Regions from separate parts of the Gossypium hirsutum genome. Here region 1 is linked to region 2. The links are chromatin contacts, called in public Hi-C maps. All regions are on one chromosome and are shown on one strand. Each heading gives the region's core, a stretch centred on a gene start, on an enhancer-like site or on the middle of the called end of the contact. The rest is flanking DNA. Distances are from core to core; before and after follow the strand shown. Region 1 holds the start of LOC107943991 (probable aldo-keto reductase 1). Region 2 holds the start of LOC121212443.

What was found. Hi-C and Micro-C count contacts between places; a contact is called where the count stands out from the background.
Region 1: a Hi-C map of leaf shows a contact between it and region 2, with 2.3 times the contacts expected there. The contact joins the promoter of LOC107943991 here to the promoter of LOC121212443 in region 2. A contact is called at or near these places in 5 of 34 Hi-C or Micro-C datasets (all in leaf).

Annotation. Positions count from the first base shown.
Region 1 is chrA13:71,609,637-71,614,355 of Gossypium_hirsutum_v2.1, reverse strand. LOC107943991 (probable aldo-keto reductase 1) reads right to left here and starts at 2,914. Exons shown (of 8, transcript XM_016877805.2): 1 at 2,668-2,914; 2 at 2,088-2,255; 3 at 1,783-1,986; 4 at 1,521-1,693; 5 at 1,407-1,438; 6 at 1,343-1,404; 7 at 1,105-1,258; 8 at 576-925. The coding sequence starts at 2,730. The coding sequence ends at 735. It overlaps LOC107943990 (a long non-coding RNA gene), which reads left to right and starts at 3,619. Exons shown (of 5, transcript XR_001696117.2): 1 at 3,619-4,140; 2 at 4,240-4,376; 3 at 4,484-4,588.
Region 2 is chrA13:71,464,671-71,469,027 of Gossypium_hirsutum_v2.1, reverse strand. LOC121212443 reads left to right here and starts at 2,044. Exons shown (of 4, transcript XM_041085129.1): 1 at 2,044-2,571; 2 at 2,710-2,904. The coding sequence starts at 2,271.

The sequences.
Region 1 (4,719 bases), core at 1,665-4,164, 140 kb before region 2:
AAAATGAAAACTTATAAAAAAAATGGGGGGTTTTAGTGATGAATTTTTTCTTTTAGTTTCTTTTCCGCTATTTTGATTTACAGATAGTTGCCTGGCTCAAGTAATTGGAAAAAAGATTGTGCAATTGTGTCTTGGGTGGCTTTAGGTTCCGGAGTGGGATTTGGGCAAAAAGACCTTGTGGGTTTGATTATTTGGAAGCCTTTGGCATGCAGGCAAGAGCAAAAGTGTTGCCATGCCATGCCATGGACGACACTGCATCACTTTTCATTTGGTTTAGTGAGAAAAAAGCTAAACGGATATTAAGCTTAATACAAATCCTTTGTTACTAATGAATTCTCTACCATTGACCACCACATTTTGGAGCATAAGGATTTTTATTCAAGACGTACAAAAACAAACCATCTCTTTCCCTTTTTACTACAAATTTTCACATTAATTTTACCGTCCTTGGGGTTTAATAAAGATAAGAGAAAAGACAGTCTTTGAAATTGTACTCAAAACGACAGCACATTAGAGCTCCCTCTGGTTTTTCTTCTTTTCCTACGATCATCAGTAATAGTGGCAGCATAAAAGTCTTTGCCTTAACATTGCTCTCTTTATTATTTCATATCAAAACCATCTATAATTTTTGTCCCAAACGCAAGTATGGATGGTTTTAAAACCTTAAAAAGATCTATGCCACACATTTTCCCTTAAATGAAACAAACATGCCATAACCATTTCAATTGCCTTGTTCAATTGAAACCCCAACATCTTTTGCAGGTGTCTGCAAATTTCCATGAAGCTTTCTTCATGCTATCGTAGTTCCGATCGCCTGCGACCTCTTCAATCGGGACAGCATCTCTGATTTCTTTCAAGTCATCGGAAGTGAGTTTCACTCTCAACGAGTCAATATTCTGATCCAGGTTCTTAATCTTTGTTGTTCCTACGAAAATTGGAAGCAATATTCAATGCATATATGGATATGAGTATGAGAATATGATCTTCCGAATAATGGTATCATATCATATTCTAAGGGACCCTTGGTTACATCTTGTTTGGTTCCCTCATTTAACCATAAGATGATTGATAGCTAATGGAGACAATAAAAAGAAAGCCTCTCACCAGGAATCGGTACAACATCGTCCCCTTGCTGGAGAACCCATGCTAGTGCCAGTTGAGCCGGAGTGCATTGACGCTTCTTTGCCTGATCTTCGATTCGAATGTAAAAGTTCTTGTTCTTCTTCAAGTTGTCTCCTTGAAACCGGGGATGTGAAGCCTTATAATCAAAGAACAAAGTTGTCTGTCATTAGCAGAACAAGCAATCCTTAACTTGTTAAAGAAATGGAAATGAATCCAGTACCAAGAAAGTTCCTGCAGATAAACTGTCCACTACTGCTCTACCACCGAAGAATCCTCGACCAAGGGGCTATAAGGAACTATTCCAATACCAAGATCCCTGTTAGGTAAATCCATCATATACTGGAATATATACATATATATACACATCAGAATCTGGACTTTTATCTTCAAAACCTAACCTGCAAAGAGGAACAATCTCATCCTCAATATCACGAGTCCAGAGCGACCACTCCATTTGGACTGCTGTGATCGGATGAACAGCATGCGCTCTCCGTATTGTATCGGGACTGGATTCAGATAATCCGATGTATTTGATTTTTCCCTCTTCAACCAGTTTCTTAAGTTCACCCATCTGCATTTTTAACAACAATGTGGTTTTAATAAAATAAAGTAGATCAGTTCCTCAACCACATAGCATAAGGAAAGAAGAGATTTACTCACGGTTTCTTCTATAGGTACCGACGTGTCCACCCGATGCTGATAATAGAGATCGATGTAATCGACATCAAGACGCTTCAAGCTCGCCTCGCAGCACGCCCGGACATACTCGGGACTACCTTTCACAATCATACCAGTCGGTGCCATCCCTGCAATACCGAACTTGGTGGCTAGTTGAATTTTTTCTCTTGGTAATTGTTTCAAGGCCTGAAAGTGGTATAAACTTGTCTTTAGTTCGCATTTATGTAAACTACAGCTTCTTGATTATGTTATATTACATTTTATAAACAATCAGAAACAAAACTGACCTTGCCAACCAAAACTTCATTGGTATGCGCTCCATAAACATCAGCAGTGTCAAAGAAAGTGATTCCTTTAGCAAAGGCGTGATTAATGATTGATATGATTTCATCCTCAGAGAGAGGTGAGTTGTAGATTCCAGTTAAACCCATGCATCCAAAACCCAACTTGGAAACCTGTTTAAAGAAAACGAAAAAAAAAAAAAACATGTCCCAGTTCGTGTAACAACATACAGGTCTCAAAACATCTTGGTTGGACCCATGATCTGTGTCACTGTTAGTTATTAAGTTTGGGAAATTTGGTTCATTCAGTTATGGCATCCAACAGATCTAAATCGGAATACTAATATTTGCAACACCAACTACCACTTCCATCATATCATTAGAAAAAAACCTACTTTTGATTAAGCCAACGGCTTTCAAATAAAACCCATTCGATAAAAATCAGTAATTTCTCAAATCTGCATTACACGGTTTACTTATGAGTGCCAGAAAGTTGAAAACTTTGGACAAGCATTACAACATATATAAGATTGGGTTTTAATCCAACAAACTGAAATGAGAAAAATAAAAATAAAGAAAACCATACCTCAAGTCCTTGGGTGCCCAGTTTGACTGTGGGGATTTGTAACAAGCAACCTGGTTGCGCCATGTCTGAATAATCTCTGCTCCAACTTCTGTGTTCTGTTTTTGTTATTAAAAAGTGAAATTGGTTGGGAATGGAAGTAGTTGAGTTAAGAGGTAGCTGTGGGATGATTGAAACTGAAGAGAAAATGGCACTGTCTCTAACTGAACGTCAAAACGTTGTCCAATTGTAGCTTCCTACTTGGCAGTTACATTTTTTATTTTTCACTCGAAAGAAAGAAGAAAAGAAACGAAAAATCACCGTATCAGCCGAGAATCGAACCCGGGTCTGTACTATAGCAGGGACCTATTCTACCACTAGCCCACTGGTGCATCCTGTTTGCCAAGGGACTATAATCACTTTTAGATCTAGTTTCGTATTACATACTATATACTCAAATTTAGCCTTTATCATTTACATATTTTGTTCATTTGTTCATTATTATTTTTTAAAGTTAAATTTAGCCCTCAACCCTTTAATAGAGGAAAAATTAATCATTAACCTTTTAAAATGAGTCTAATTATTTTCTTTAATTAAAATACTAATTGAAAAGTTAAATTTTTAAATATGACAATTAACATGGCAATTCATATGTATTTTATGCTATTTTTTTAAATTTTTATAAACTTTATTTTTAATTTTTAAATATTTCTATAATTTTTAAATTATTTATTAATGTAATATATAAGACAAATAATATTATATCAATATGAAGTATTTGTAAATTGTTATACTAGTTATCACTCAACATCGTTAAGAAATTAATATTTTAATTTACATTTTTGTTAAAAAAGATAATTTAAATCTTTTTGTAGATAAAAATCAGATTAATAAAAATGATGTAACAGAATACTATTTACTCAGTGTACGCTCAAAGCAGTGGATATATAAGAAAATCTGAGAAAGGTAGCCGACATTGAGGTTTTATTTATATTTTGTTAAAGTGAACCCATTGTATTTGTGCTTTCAATTTAATATGATACATAATAACTTGGTTAATGTTTGGGAACTTATATTTTATTATATAGATTTAGGGTATGTTTGGTTGGCATGAATAACTAAACGGTTCCTGACTGATTCAGTGATAAGTAGGTATTCCTTAGTTTGGTTCACTGAATCCTTCATTCAACGAATTCCCATTCATCCCCCATTCCATCTTATCTCGTAAAAGCCATTCTCCACCAGAACCAAAGAATAGCAATGCAGAACCTCCACCAAATAAAATAAAAAAAGCATAACCTTCCATTCTTGTCCTTCACCACTCTCCCTCAGCAAACATTTCAAGCCACCACACCCCATCCCTATCTCCTCGTTCAAGGATGAGCTATTAATCTGTAATTTCACCAAGAAAAAGAAAATAGGGATAGGGGAGATGAGGAAATCGTTCAAGGATTCTCTCAAGGCTCTTGAAGCTAACAATCATTTCACCAATACCTTGTAATTTCTTCTTTCTTTTCCTTTCCCTATATTTCTTCTTCTTTTCCTCTTCCTTGATTTTTTGTAGATGAACATCATGATTTTTTTTTCTTTTTGTAGATAGCAAGGGATTTCAATTTCAGGTTGGGATTGTATCTATAAAGACTACAATATTTTTCTATTCGCTAATTGCTCTATCAATGCATCAGTGATTTCCCTTTGGATTTTTCTCTTGATTTGGGGTTTCTTTTGTTTTGGTAAGCTTAAATTTTCATTTTATCTTTTTTTTTGTTTGTTTTGTGTTTGTGCGTTCATGGCAATTTGTTAAAGCTTTGCTGCTAATTAACTTCCTTTTTCCTTGCAGGTGTTCTTATTTCAAAAGGTTGCAGTGTAATGTTGCTGGAAAGCCCGCAGTGGTCACTCGTGGATTGTACCCTGTTGAAACCAACTTTAATTATTGGTAAATCAAGTATGCATCTGCAATGTGTTTTTGACCTCTTGAATTTCTTGTTTAAGTAAGAGCAGCAATTAAGGTGAAGGCATAATGTGTAAATCGATTTTTTCTGCTCTAATGCATGTGGATATTCTAGACTTAGTTAT
Region 2 (4,357 bases), core at 795-3,294:
AAAGTGTAGATTAAGGGCATAATAGCTCTTGATTGCTTCAACCAATAATTATGGCATCTGAATAACATTAAAAAAATGAAGATACTATCTACGTTTAGCATATGAGATTGTCTAATACTTCCCAAAACAATATCACATAGCAAAATTTAATATGACTTAAAGAGCAACAACCCATCAAATTAGGATCTACTTATTGTTAAACAAAAGGAGAATGAGAATGATATATTTATCCCTTTTACTTCAACTAGATTTTCATTGACTTTTTCTTTAATTGTTGGTTGGATTGGCGCTCTACTTGAGGGTTTTCATTAGAGATTTATGATTTCTTTTTTGGGGTCTGCCAAAGGTTTTCGCTATAACCAAAGCGATTTTTTTAATTTTATCTATTTTTGGCTCAAAATTTATTAACTCAAACATTTGGGTTGACCCATTCCATTTCACAAGTAGGAATTCTTTTATTTAATTCAATACTTTTTATTGTCATGTCAGCAACCAACGGTAAAATTATTTTGAGGGACTAAAATTTTAGTTTTTTGAACTTACAGGAATTATAATATTTTTAATAATATAAACACTAAAATTATCTTTTAGTATAAATTATTGTTAAGATCACTAAATTATAGTAAATTTATGTTTTGGTCATTCAACTTCAAAAGATTACAAAATAGTTACTGAATTATTCTAAAATTTTTATTTTAGCCACCAGATTGTTAAAATCATTGTATGACATTCTCTATTCACACCATCTGCACCAATCAAAAGCTCTCATTTCCCATATCTTCTACAATTAGTTTTTTTTATGAAATGACTTTGAACGTCATGAATATGCGAACTAAAATCAAAACAGTTTTATTTTCCAATCTTTGATATTGATTGTCAGATTGACTTAGATCTATGATATATTATTCTACTTGTAAATGGGTATTGATTTACCATATCAATCGTTGAATCATCACTTGAAGCTCACTAGTCAGACTTTAAAAAGAAAAAACATAACAACCTAGTGACTTAAATAAAAACGTTCAAATATTTTAGTGATTATTTTATAATTTTTTAAAGTTAAATGATTAAAGCATAAATAAACTTATTAATAATTTAGTGATTTTGTGAGGCTTACCTATTGGTGAGCATTCAATATAAGCAAGTGAAAAAAATTCGAGTTGACGAGTCTTATTTCATCATTTTAACTCGATTTGAATTTTTTTGAATCGAGTTGAATAAATTGAAATTCAAGTCGAGTCAAATCAAATGAAATTGTTCGAGCTAAATTAAAAAATTAAACATGTCAAATAAAAATCTTGTTACAGTATAACTAATTCAATGTTTTAGCATGTAAATTTGAAAACCTTTTCAAAGTAAAATAAGAAGAAAAAAAAGAAGATATTTTAGTATGATAAACTTGAATCATTAATTAACACCCCAAAATTATTATTTTAGAAAAATATTTAAAATTTTAACCTTTTTTATATATTCTTTAGATTTTCTTTAAAAATTTTATACTCTTAAAAAAATATAAATTTTTAATTTTTTGTGTTATTTTTATTAAGAGAAACTAATTTACTTATTTTTAAAATTGAAAGGTATTAGAGGGGTATCTACACCAATTAATTATTCGAGTTATTTAAATTATAAAATTCAACTCGACCAGAACTCAAAACTCAAATTATGTATTTGAATTAATTTGAAAAAATAAAATAACTCGAATAAATGAATTCTACTAATTAAAAATTTTAAATTTCTTTTTCCATTTTTCGAATTTTGCAGGAGTAAAATCCATAGATTGGTTTATTAATTTTAGGGTAATTGATTGGATACCTAAAAGATTGGACTTTATACCAACATGGGTCCAATAAAATTTTAACGCTCATAAGAAAAATCAATGCCTAAAACCGCGTAAACCCATTGACTTTGGAAGCCTCCCCTTACTTTTTTACCCTTTTCTTCCTTTGTAAATTACAATAAATAAGATTGAAAATAAATACATCAACATGTCCACTATCACTATTATATTTGCTTTATGATTTTTTTCTTTTTTTGTGTCAATGATTCTTTTATGATTTTATTTTCAATAAAAATGAATAATAAAATCCAATAAATTGAATAATAAAAGAGGGCATTGCTGATATTTTTGGCGAAGTACAAGTCCTAAACCATAATCCCAAACTCAAACTATAAAAACAAAAAGGGAAAAACCTTTCCATCAAAGAAAAACACACACACAAAACCTTGTCCGAAACTAAAACTCTCCCAAAGTCTCCTTCTGTCTTACAATGTCTGAATCAGGCTTAACGGTGCTTGACGGAACCCATCTCCGATCATTCAATCCCTCTTTACCTGAACTTAACGGCTCCGTCAGTGGAGCTCAACTCCTTGAAATCGCCGACTCCAAAGCCTCCACCTCTCTCTTTGGCCTCTCATTGCCTCAAAACCTTAAGGCTTCCGCTCTTTCTCGTGTCATCGCGGGACCCGGTGATCATGCTGACGTCACTTTCCGGCAAACAGAGCTCGAAAAAGATAAAGCATCCAAGTTTCTCTCTGATTACATCTCTGCCATTGCTGATGAGTTGAAAGGTAAAGGAGGATTAAGTCAATTTTGATTACTTAATAGTTAAGATTTAAAAAAAAAAACGAACCTTAAACTTTTTATTGATTTTTTGATCTGGGTTATTTTGATTTAAATTATTGCTTTTTTTGGGTTGATTTGCTTAGATGATCCATTAGTGGTGTCAATACTGGATGGGAATACTTTGAAGATGTTTTTGGAGGATGAAGATGATTATGCTATGTTAGCAGAGAATTTGTTTACTGATATGGATATAGAAGATAAAGGGAAGATTTGCAAGAATGAGCTGAGAAATGCACTTGTTCATATGGGTGTTGAAATGGGGATCCCTCCTTTTTCAGGTTCCTCTTCCCATTTCCAAATCATTTTTTCTTATGTTGTTTTGATGTATCAATTTGTCTTTTCAACTTTTGATATGGTGATCCTATTGAATGCACATGGTGAAACTCATTTATAGATCAATAAGGTCTTTCTTTGATCACTTCCTTGCACCCTCTTGTGTCCGACCGCATCATCCCTCATTTTAGATGGAATGTTTGACACCGTAAGTTCACCACCAGAATGAGATGCTACGTGGGAATTGGACTTCTTACACGTTATGAAGTTTTCATGCAGCAAAAACTCGAACATCGTATTCATGGATTTAACTCAGTTCATGTATACAAGAGTCATTTATGGATCAAATGAGGTCTGTGATCTCTTCCCTGTGTCCACTTGTGCCCATTACCCATCACTTTTTAACCATAAATTGAACAACATAATGACAATTGCTATGAGAAAAGGATTACTTACACATTTTGAAGTGTTTATGCAAAAAAAAAAATGGAGCTTAATGTTCATTGATTTAACTTGGTTCAAGCGCATGGGTTCTGTCCGGCATCATCATTATGACTAAAAGTTCAGACATGAAAGTCTCTTGCTGTCCTTCTCTTTCTTTCCTTTCTGAGATGTTATTGCCTTTGCAATTAGGCAAAAAATTAAATAAGAAGTGCATGTCCCGTTTCGGTGGGTGACTCTCCTAGTATTGGAATCTTATTTATGTCTATTGGGAGATAATAAGTATTTAGAATATTAATTCTTGACTTCATTCAATAATCAAAAGCTTAGATTAGATTCAATCATTTCCTTTATAATGTTGGAGTTGTCAGTCTATTGTACATTATGTATCACATTGTGTCAAATTACCGTTATTGAGTTCTCTTAATGCTCTTGCATGGGTGTGTTGTGGTATTTCACTTTGCTATGGTAGCACCAATACACTATAGAAAATCTGCATTCTAACTGGAATGTATGATTAATGATAGCATATCATTATGTAAATCCATGGCAAGCAAGCACCTTCCCCATTATCAATCTCTTTAGAAAGCCCCTTAATGAATCTTGCGTGAATGGCTTATGAATGTTTGATGTTTCCCTTTACTTTTGCCCGATTGATTAGCCTTAGCAAAACCCTGATAAAAACCATCATCCTAACTCGAATGAATGATGAATGATTGCAACTTGCTGTGTAAATCAGTGAGAAAGTACGCATTCATTCTAGAGCAGCCGGACCAACTGGCAGTAGTAGCGCATGAGAGATGCCTTTAGTCAAATAGCTTGTAAAACAAGTACTAATTAGCGGTTTTCCTGTGGGTTTGTCAGTTTCCATGCTGTAACAGATAGTGTGATTCAAGGAGATTTTCAAGTACGAAGTGAACATTTTATGTTAAACTCCAAAGCAAGAATCTTATTCTGTTCAGCATTACAGTTGCAGTTTCTAATCCAGTGTTTAAAGATATGTTATCAATAGTCATT